2 separate regions of the Sus scrofa genome follow, and region 1 is linked to region 2. Evidence: chromatin contacts called from public Hi-C data. All regions are on one chromosome and are shown on one strand. The core of a region is the stretch at or near the end of the contact, and the rest is flanking DNA. Distances in the headings are between cores, read along the strand shown. Region 1 overlaps MAP4K4 (mitogen-activated protein kinase kinase kinase kinase 4). Region 2 overlaps IL1R2 (interleukin 1 receptor type 2).

Region 1 (3,505 bases), core at 12-2,511, 150 kb after region 2:
AAGCACGAAGGACCAGTTTTTAAAACCCCAAACCAAAACCTGCTTAATATTAAATAAAACGAATATGAATTGTATTTTCTGAGATCAAACAAAAGATACCTAGAACAATTACATTCTGCCAGCTCTGGTCTGGGAAATTCTCACAAATGAACCAGCCCCAAGCCCTTGGTGACTGAGAGGGCTGGGTCTCCAAAGGCGGGGCTGGGAGGGACACGGACATGACATGTTTTCAACAAGAAGAGAATGACACATCTCTCTAACACAGAAAACACATAAGCACATCCAAAATACGTGGTGAGGAAAAATCCTCTTTAGTCACTGGATACTTCAAATATTTCTCATGGGAAACGTCTTACACTTGGTTTCAAATTTCATTGAAGAAAAAAAAAAAAAAAAAGTTCACTATCATCCAGATATTTGAGGTTTGAAGCACTTAAGCCAAACCCGAGAAGATCCTTCAAGCATCAGACTAGTGGAGACCACTCAGCTGGTTTCGAGAGGTTTCTAAAGTGTCATGATTCATATGTATCTGTTTGTAGAGACAAGAGAGTCCACTTACTGACTTGAATGTTTCCAGCTGCACTTCTGCACGTTCAAAGCTCTGAAGTCCTGATCCCGGGTGAGCTTTCTGCCCCCAACCCCCCAAGTCTGCAAAGTGACAGAGGTCAGGAGTTGTGGCGGGAACATTCTTTGAGGACAAACTAACCTGTTCCCTCTCGACTCTCCTCTTCTCCTCCTCTGCCCGTCTCCTCTCCTCCTCTTCCTTTCGCCTTCTCTCCAGTTCCTCCAGACGCCGCTTCTCCTCCTGCTCGCGTCGCCGCTGCTCACGTTCTTGCTGCCTTCTGGCTTCGCGCTCTCTCCTTTGTTGCTATGCGGGGACAGACACAATCAGCAGACTCCCTAGCCTCGGCTTGCAGGGAGACGCTAACGGGGGGGACCTCGCAGGCCCACCTCCACCGGTCCACATGGACCAGCTTCCTAAGCACCAGTCAGAGCTTGGTTCCATTCTGCTCTCAGTCATGCCCCATTCTTCACTGAACCACAGCAACGAAGGACAGGGAACCCTCTATCCTCAAATCCTACTAACAAGCTATCCAGGGCCCTTAAGTCAGAAGAAAAAGACGAGAAATGGATACAGGACAATAGATCGGGCAAAGAAAAACAGGGCAAAGAAAAATAAGGCAACAAAAGAAGCATATGAGGGCAAGAGGAACTGACACCAACGCGAATAAGAGACGCAGTGATCTCACCGCGACTGAGGAAACCACCCGAGCACGTGCGTGCACGCTAAGGACACAGCGGTCTTCCTTCCACCTCTTCACCCACTGGAGTTCCCCTAACAAACCTAGGAAGCAGGTCCTTCCCTCCTACTTCGAAGAGGAGAAAACAGGCTTGGAAAAATGAAGCGACTGCCTGGTGTCGCCGGCCTCTAAGCCCCCAGGTCTGAGGCCACTCTGCCTGTCACTGCACAGCATATGCCATCCTGCATCTCATTACCAAACTCGCCCAGATCCCAGCCCTTCTACCAGCCCCAGAGTACAGGGTGTCATAAAAGTGACACTGGGCCCACATCTGGGTGCTGAATATAAAATCAACCAACCCCTCCTCCTGTGAACGTGCAGTATGGGCCCTCAGATCCCAGCTGGGGAAGGGCTCGCTCAGTACAGCAACCACTGGCCCCTCGCTGTGACCGAGCACCTGCAATGGGACCAGCACAAGGAAGGAGCGGAGTTTTGAATTTTATTTCACCGAAGTTAAACAGTCTACAGCACAGCTCTAGAGAAAGCACAGCCATCCAATTTCTCAAGACACAGGAAGCCAGCATCACAAACTTTAATGTGACAGAGATTAACTACTAATAAATGAGAAAGTTTGGGGCAAAGCCACTGGAGATATTAGACCAAAATATTCATGATAGGTATACAAAATAGTTATTTATTACAGTCAAAGTACTCCTCCTGAGCCCCACCCCCACCCCAACCCTACCCAGCATTCGTTCTGAAGGCAGATGCTTAAAACTGACTTCCTGAGCAACGGGGAGCTGTGTCTCACACAGGGAACACGGGGTCGGCAGCAGGCCCCTGAGGTGATGGCTACATCACCATCATTCTCTAGAGTCAGCTTCTGGCCCCGCCTCCTCTCTTATTCCATACACTTCAAGTTTGGGGGTGCTCCCCCCACTGTCTACTCTTAGATTTCAATGCAAAACACTCCCCTGTGGGTGAGGTGGGGTTGTAAGAAGAACAGAGAACCAGAACCATCCTGGTGTTCAGAAGCTACGAGTTTAATGGCTAGGACATCTTCGGTCAGGTCTAACACCTACAACTACCCTCCTATAAAGCTGCCTGTTGCTTGCTAGCATAATGCCTTCACACTTTTTTATAAGACTTCTGCACTGACACTATGCTCTTCTGCCGCCAAATGGTCTGCAATCAGGTGGAGGGCCTCTGCCTTCTAAAAGCCAGCAAACCACTTCCCCTGCCTCAGGGCTCCAGGAACAACCTCACACAGAAACTGAGCCACCTCCCAGCTGTGTTTCTGTGGCCTCTCCTCTTCCAGGCAGACTGAGCTAAAATCTCTTATTCTGTATCTTTTGCTTGTTCCATGCAGAAGCAAAAAGAACAGTTGGGTTTTCACCAGCACATCGCTTACAATAAACACTTAGGACCTAAGAACTCAACCATTTCTATCACTGGCAATAAAAAACTTTACATTCCACTAACTGGTAAACACAAGTTTCTGTGCTTTAAATAGCAATTACTTAGTTTCTTCAGATATTCTTGGTTGGCCAGGTTTTCCAAAGGAAAGCATCTTTTTAACTTCTTTTGAGTAAAACTACATCAAAAAGATGATGAAACAAAAAGCCCTCTGATAAACCTGGAGCTGAAATGCAAAGCGGCAGCTCTCATTCAATCTGGTTTTAAAGCTTAAACCATTTGACCTGTTCCGAGCCAACATGGAACCTTCGAGCGAGGGGGGTTTTGCGGCTCTGCCTTGTCCATGGAGAGCCTTTGAGAAATAATCATGGGCAAAGCTGGTGACAAGCAGGACACAGTGCAGGTAATGAGAGAAATCGCCGGAACCCACTGGAAAGCCAGGTATGAAGGGCCCACAAGCACACCCAAGGATGACACGTTGACACGCAACAATCCCCGAAAGTCGGTCAGGAAAGCAGAGAAAAGAAAGAAGGCAACGTGTGTGTGTGTGTGTGTGTGTGTGTGTGTGTGTGTATGTGTGTCCCTGCCTAAAACTGTCCCCTAGATTTTGAGAATTCAAGTTTCAAGTCAATCAGATGCAAGTGAACAGGTTAGAAGAGGCAAAGGATCTCACACATTGAACTTTACAACTTTCAGGGAATCTAGTCGCCAGGATGAGCCACAGTCTTGTAGCAGTGAAGTGTTAGAGGACCATTTCTCGCTAAAAGGTCTGGGCTTTCCTCCCCTGTCCTCCTCCTGAGGGATGTGCCCGACCTGCGAGGTGGTCTGTCAATGTGGGCAGTCTCTAC
Region 2 (3,433 bases), core at 170-2,669:
ACAGCATATGGGAGTTCCCAGGCTAGGGGTCAAATCAGTGCTGCAGCTGCTGGCCTACACCACAGCCACAGCAACACCAGATCTGAGCCGTGTCCACAACCTACACCACAGTTCACAACAATGCTGGATCCTTAACCCACTGAGCAGGGCCTGGGGTCATCCTCAGGATACTAGTTGATTTTGTTTCCACTGCACCACGACAGGAACGCCCAAGTGAATTATTTTAAATATACTGCAGGCGCGGACCCTTAATCTTTTCCCACTGTGTATAACTACCAGAATGGTCTGATGTTTGCCTTGAGATTTTTGTAGGTGGGGTTTTCACAAAGCAAAATATACCTGTTTCCAAAAGGCCATTTCTGACAGTGCTGGACAAAGGGAAATGTTCCCTGGCCTTTGCTATTTCAGCCTCTCCCACTGCAGAGGGTCTCCACCCAGGACCTGCACACACCCCAGGGCGGGCGTGGTCGATGACACAGGGGTCGCAGGACCCGACTTTGGGACAGCAGGCACCCGTGGGGATCATGGCCCTTACCCAGTGAAGCAGATATGGTCTGGCGTGGGGAGATAATCACGGGAATTGTCTCCTCTTCTTTTTCTGAGAAAGACACAAGGAAGAGAGTCAGGGAGGAAAGCCTTCATTTGAAATGAGGGTGAAGTTCTATTGTTTAGCTAATTAACTGAATTGTCCTCTGCAACAGGGCCAGCATTTGTGAGGCTTGGAAAGGAAACTGGTTCTCCACCAAATAGAGCCTCTTGGGCCAATGCCTTTCCCAGAAGACAGATTCCTGGAAGAAGCCACAGTTAAACACACATTCCACCAACAGATGGGGTAGTGGTTAACCATTTCCCTCCCCAGCCTCCTGGAGGAACACTTAATAGGAACATTCACCATGTCCACCAGAAAGGTTTTACCCTAAAGTTTTCTGGCCCTAAAGTTCATCCCCCCACTCCAGCAGCACTTCCCCAAGTGCCTGCAGCAGGACACTGGCGTTACCTACAAAAAATTCAATATGAAAAAGGCACAGGGGCTCAGGAACCACCTGTCTGAGATGCTCACTCCACACTGAGGGACAAGCAGAGTGACCCAGCTTGGGGAAAGGGTCCTGCTCACTGAGAAGACTGGCACCTCAGGGAGGAATCAGAACCCAGCTCTCCCAGAGTCAGGTCTCCTGGCAGCTTGAAGAAACCCCGGGCCGGAGAACTGGAGCCAAAAGGACAGCTTGGGGTGGATGAAGGGCTGCGGGTCTCCACCTTCACCTCTTAAAGAGCATTTGAAACCCTAACAGGAGGAAGCATTAGGCAGCATCCCAGGAGAGCCCAGGGAGCAGTTGGCTTCTCCACCGTGACGGTGACCAGGAGCCTTTCCCTCCCCAGTCACAGGGCTGCTGCAGGGAGGCTGGGGAGCAGGGAGGGGGAAAGGAAGCTTCCAGGACTAGATACGTCAGTGGGTCCACACTCTCTATGCATCAGCATTGCCTGGAGGCTTATTAAACACAGATTGCTAATCGTTTCTAATTCAGGAGGTCTGGGATGGGGCCTGAGATTTTGCATGTCTAATGATACCCAGGTGATGCGCTGGGTCTGAAAAAGGACCACCGTTTAGGAACAATGGAGACAGCGTAATCATGAAAGAATAATGCGTGGGTTGGCGCACCCTTGTGTTCATATGCAGTATCACACGAATAGGCTAATCCTGGGCCCCTTCAAAATCGCAGGAGTGGAGGGATTCTGCCATCTTCCACTCCCCCGTCAGGGAGCAAGGTGTTAATGTGCACGAATCCTCATAGAACAATCAAAGAAAATAGAGATTTCCGCTCGTAGGAGGCACGATTTTCCCTAAAGTAACTCTGAAGCTCTGGACCCTCTGGGAGAAAAAAAGGTCTTTTTCCCTCATAGACCAACAATGTAACCTTAATCGCTGTAACGATTAAGGTTCCGACCTTAATTGTTGGAACTATGAAGGAACTATAGTGGAAGAGAGATTTGGAACTATGCAGAGCTCTCATCAGTTGTGTCGTCATTCCGTGTATAAAAGTGCCATATTCTCCAGAACAGGGGCCAGGACTTCAAACCTTGTGTGGCCCTTCCCCTAGCCTTGACATCCAGCATGTAGGAGGTTTGGAAGAAATGATGGACAAATTTGACATACTGGTCAATATTGTCCACAATGTAATTTTTAGGTAGAATTCATTTAAACCAATGAGAGCCCTCCCTTTTCTATAAGCCTGGTTTCATAGGTAACTAGACATGCCCGGGGAAGACCAAAAAGGGCAATTTTCACCCGCCCTGCCAGTGCATAGCCTTGCAACTGAAAAATCCAATACAATCCTAGTATCCTAGAATCATACCTAAAGTTATGGCAACTGTTCTGACGGCTGGACCTGGAGGTGCAAAGGGACCTTCCAAGTGAGCCAGCATTTGGCCCCCTCTAGTGGTATGTGTTTTAGCCTCAGACTGGGAACCCTGTCAAATACCTGGGGATTCACTTTTCCTCATGAAAACACCCTGCTTCCTACATTTCCAAGTGTCACACGTCTCAGAAGCCTGATACTTAGATGTCATATCTATTTTCCTTTTGTACAAAGATAGTCAAGGAATTCTAGGTGAAACCCGACTTTTTTCCTTGCACACTTGTCACTAAACCAGGGTGAAGAAAGGCATCTTCCATGGCTTGTACTTACTTTTGATACGGAGTTTGATATTCCTAGTGATGTTGTATGACCTTCCTCCATGGGCAAATGTCATGGCACAGGTGTAATAGCCCGCATCCTCCACAGAGACATTGTTTACGAGTAAGCGAGTTCCCCTCACACTCAGAAACTTCTCACCACCTTGATCCAAAGGGACAGACTCCTTATGGGAAAAAGGTTTTCAGAGTTACACTCTATCCTAATTAACATCTCAAAAGCTATGAACAGCGTATGTAAGTATTATCAATCAATCACTATCGAATTTGCAGCCCATGAAATACCCCGGCATTTACTTTGCAAATATTGTCCTTTGGGACATACTTGGGAAACTCCAGGAGGAGTGCTATGATGTAGTCACGATGACTTGGAGAACAAAATGCAGCAGAGATAATGATGCATTCATCACTTTAAAAGTCATTTCCATTTTAGGAGGCAGTAGAGATGGAGAAAAAAAAATGCACGACAAAACTAAATATGAGAGATGAGGCCTCATTTGGATGGACAAAAGGCATTGTGGGGTCTACAGAACAGAACCAGCCAGAGGGAGGCCTTCAGTAACAGAAAAATCTGAATGAGATTTGAGAAAACATTCCAATGAGCACAAAATGTTCTCAGGAACATTTCTTTCAAAACCCTGATGATTACAATAGTCAAATATAACCCTGAGTCATTTCAGAGTGAGAACACAGGCATAACTAGAAGAGTTTGTCAACCACATGGCTCATGATGTCCAACTGTAC

Evidence for each region. Hi-C and Micro-C count contacts between places; a contact is called where the count stands out from the background.
Region 1: a contact with region 2 is called in a Hi-C map of retroperitoneal adipose tissue, with 1.6 times the contacts expected there. A contact is called at or near these places in 4 of 47 Hi-C or Micro-C datasets (embryonic fibroblasts, retroperitoneal adipose tissue and subcutaneous adipose tissue).

The regions. Positions count from the first base shown.
Region 1 is chr3:52,519,345-52,522,849 of Sscrofa11.1, forward strand. It overlaps MAP4K4 (mitogen-activated protein kinase kinase kinase kinase 4), which reads right to left. Exons shown (of 29, transcript XM_021087163.1): 13 at 707-868. Among named protein-coding and RNA genes, the nearest start is that of IL1R2, 120 kb to the left of the region's middle.
Region 2 is chr3:52,374,087-52,377,519 of Sscrofa11.1, forward strand. IL1R2 (interleukin 1 receptor type 2) reads right to left here. Exons shown (of 9, transcript NM_001243363.1): 5 at 2,685-2,856; 6 at 536-598. Among named protein-coding and RNA genes, the nearest start is that of IL1R2, 29 kb to the right of the region's middle.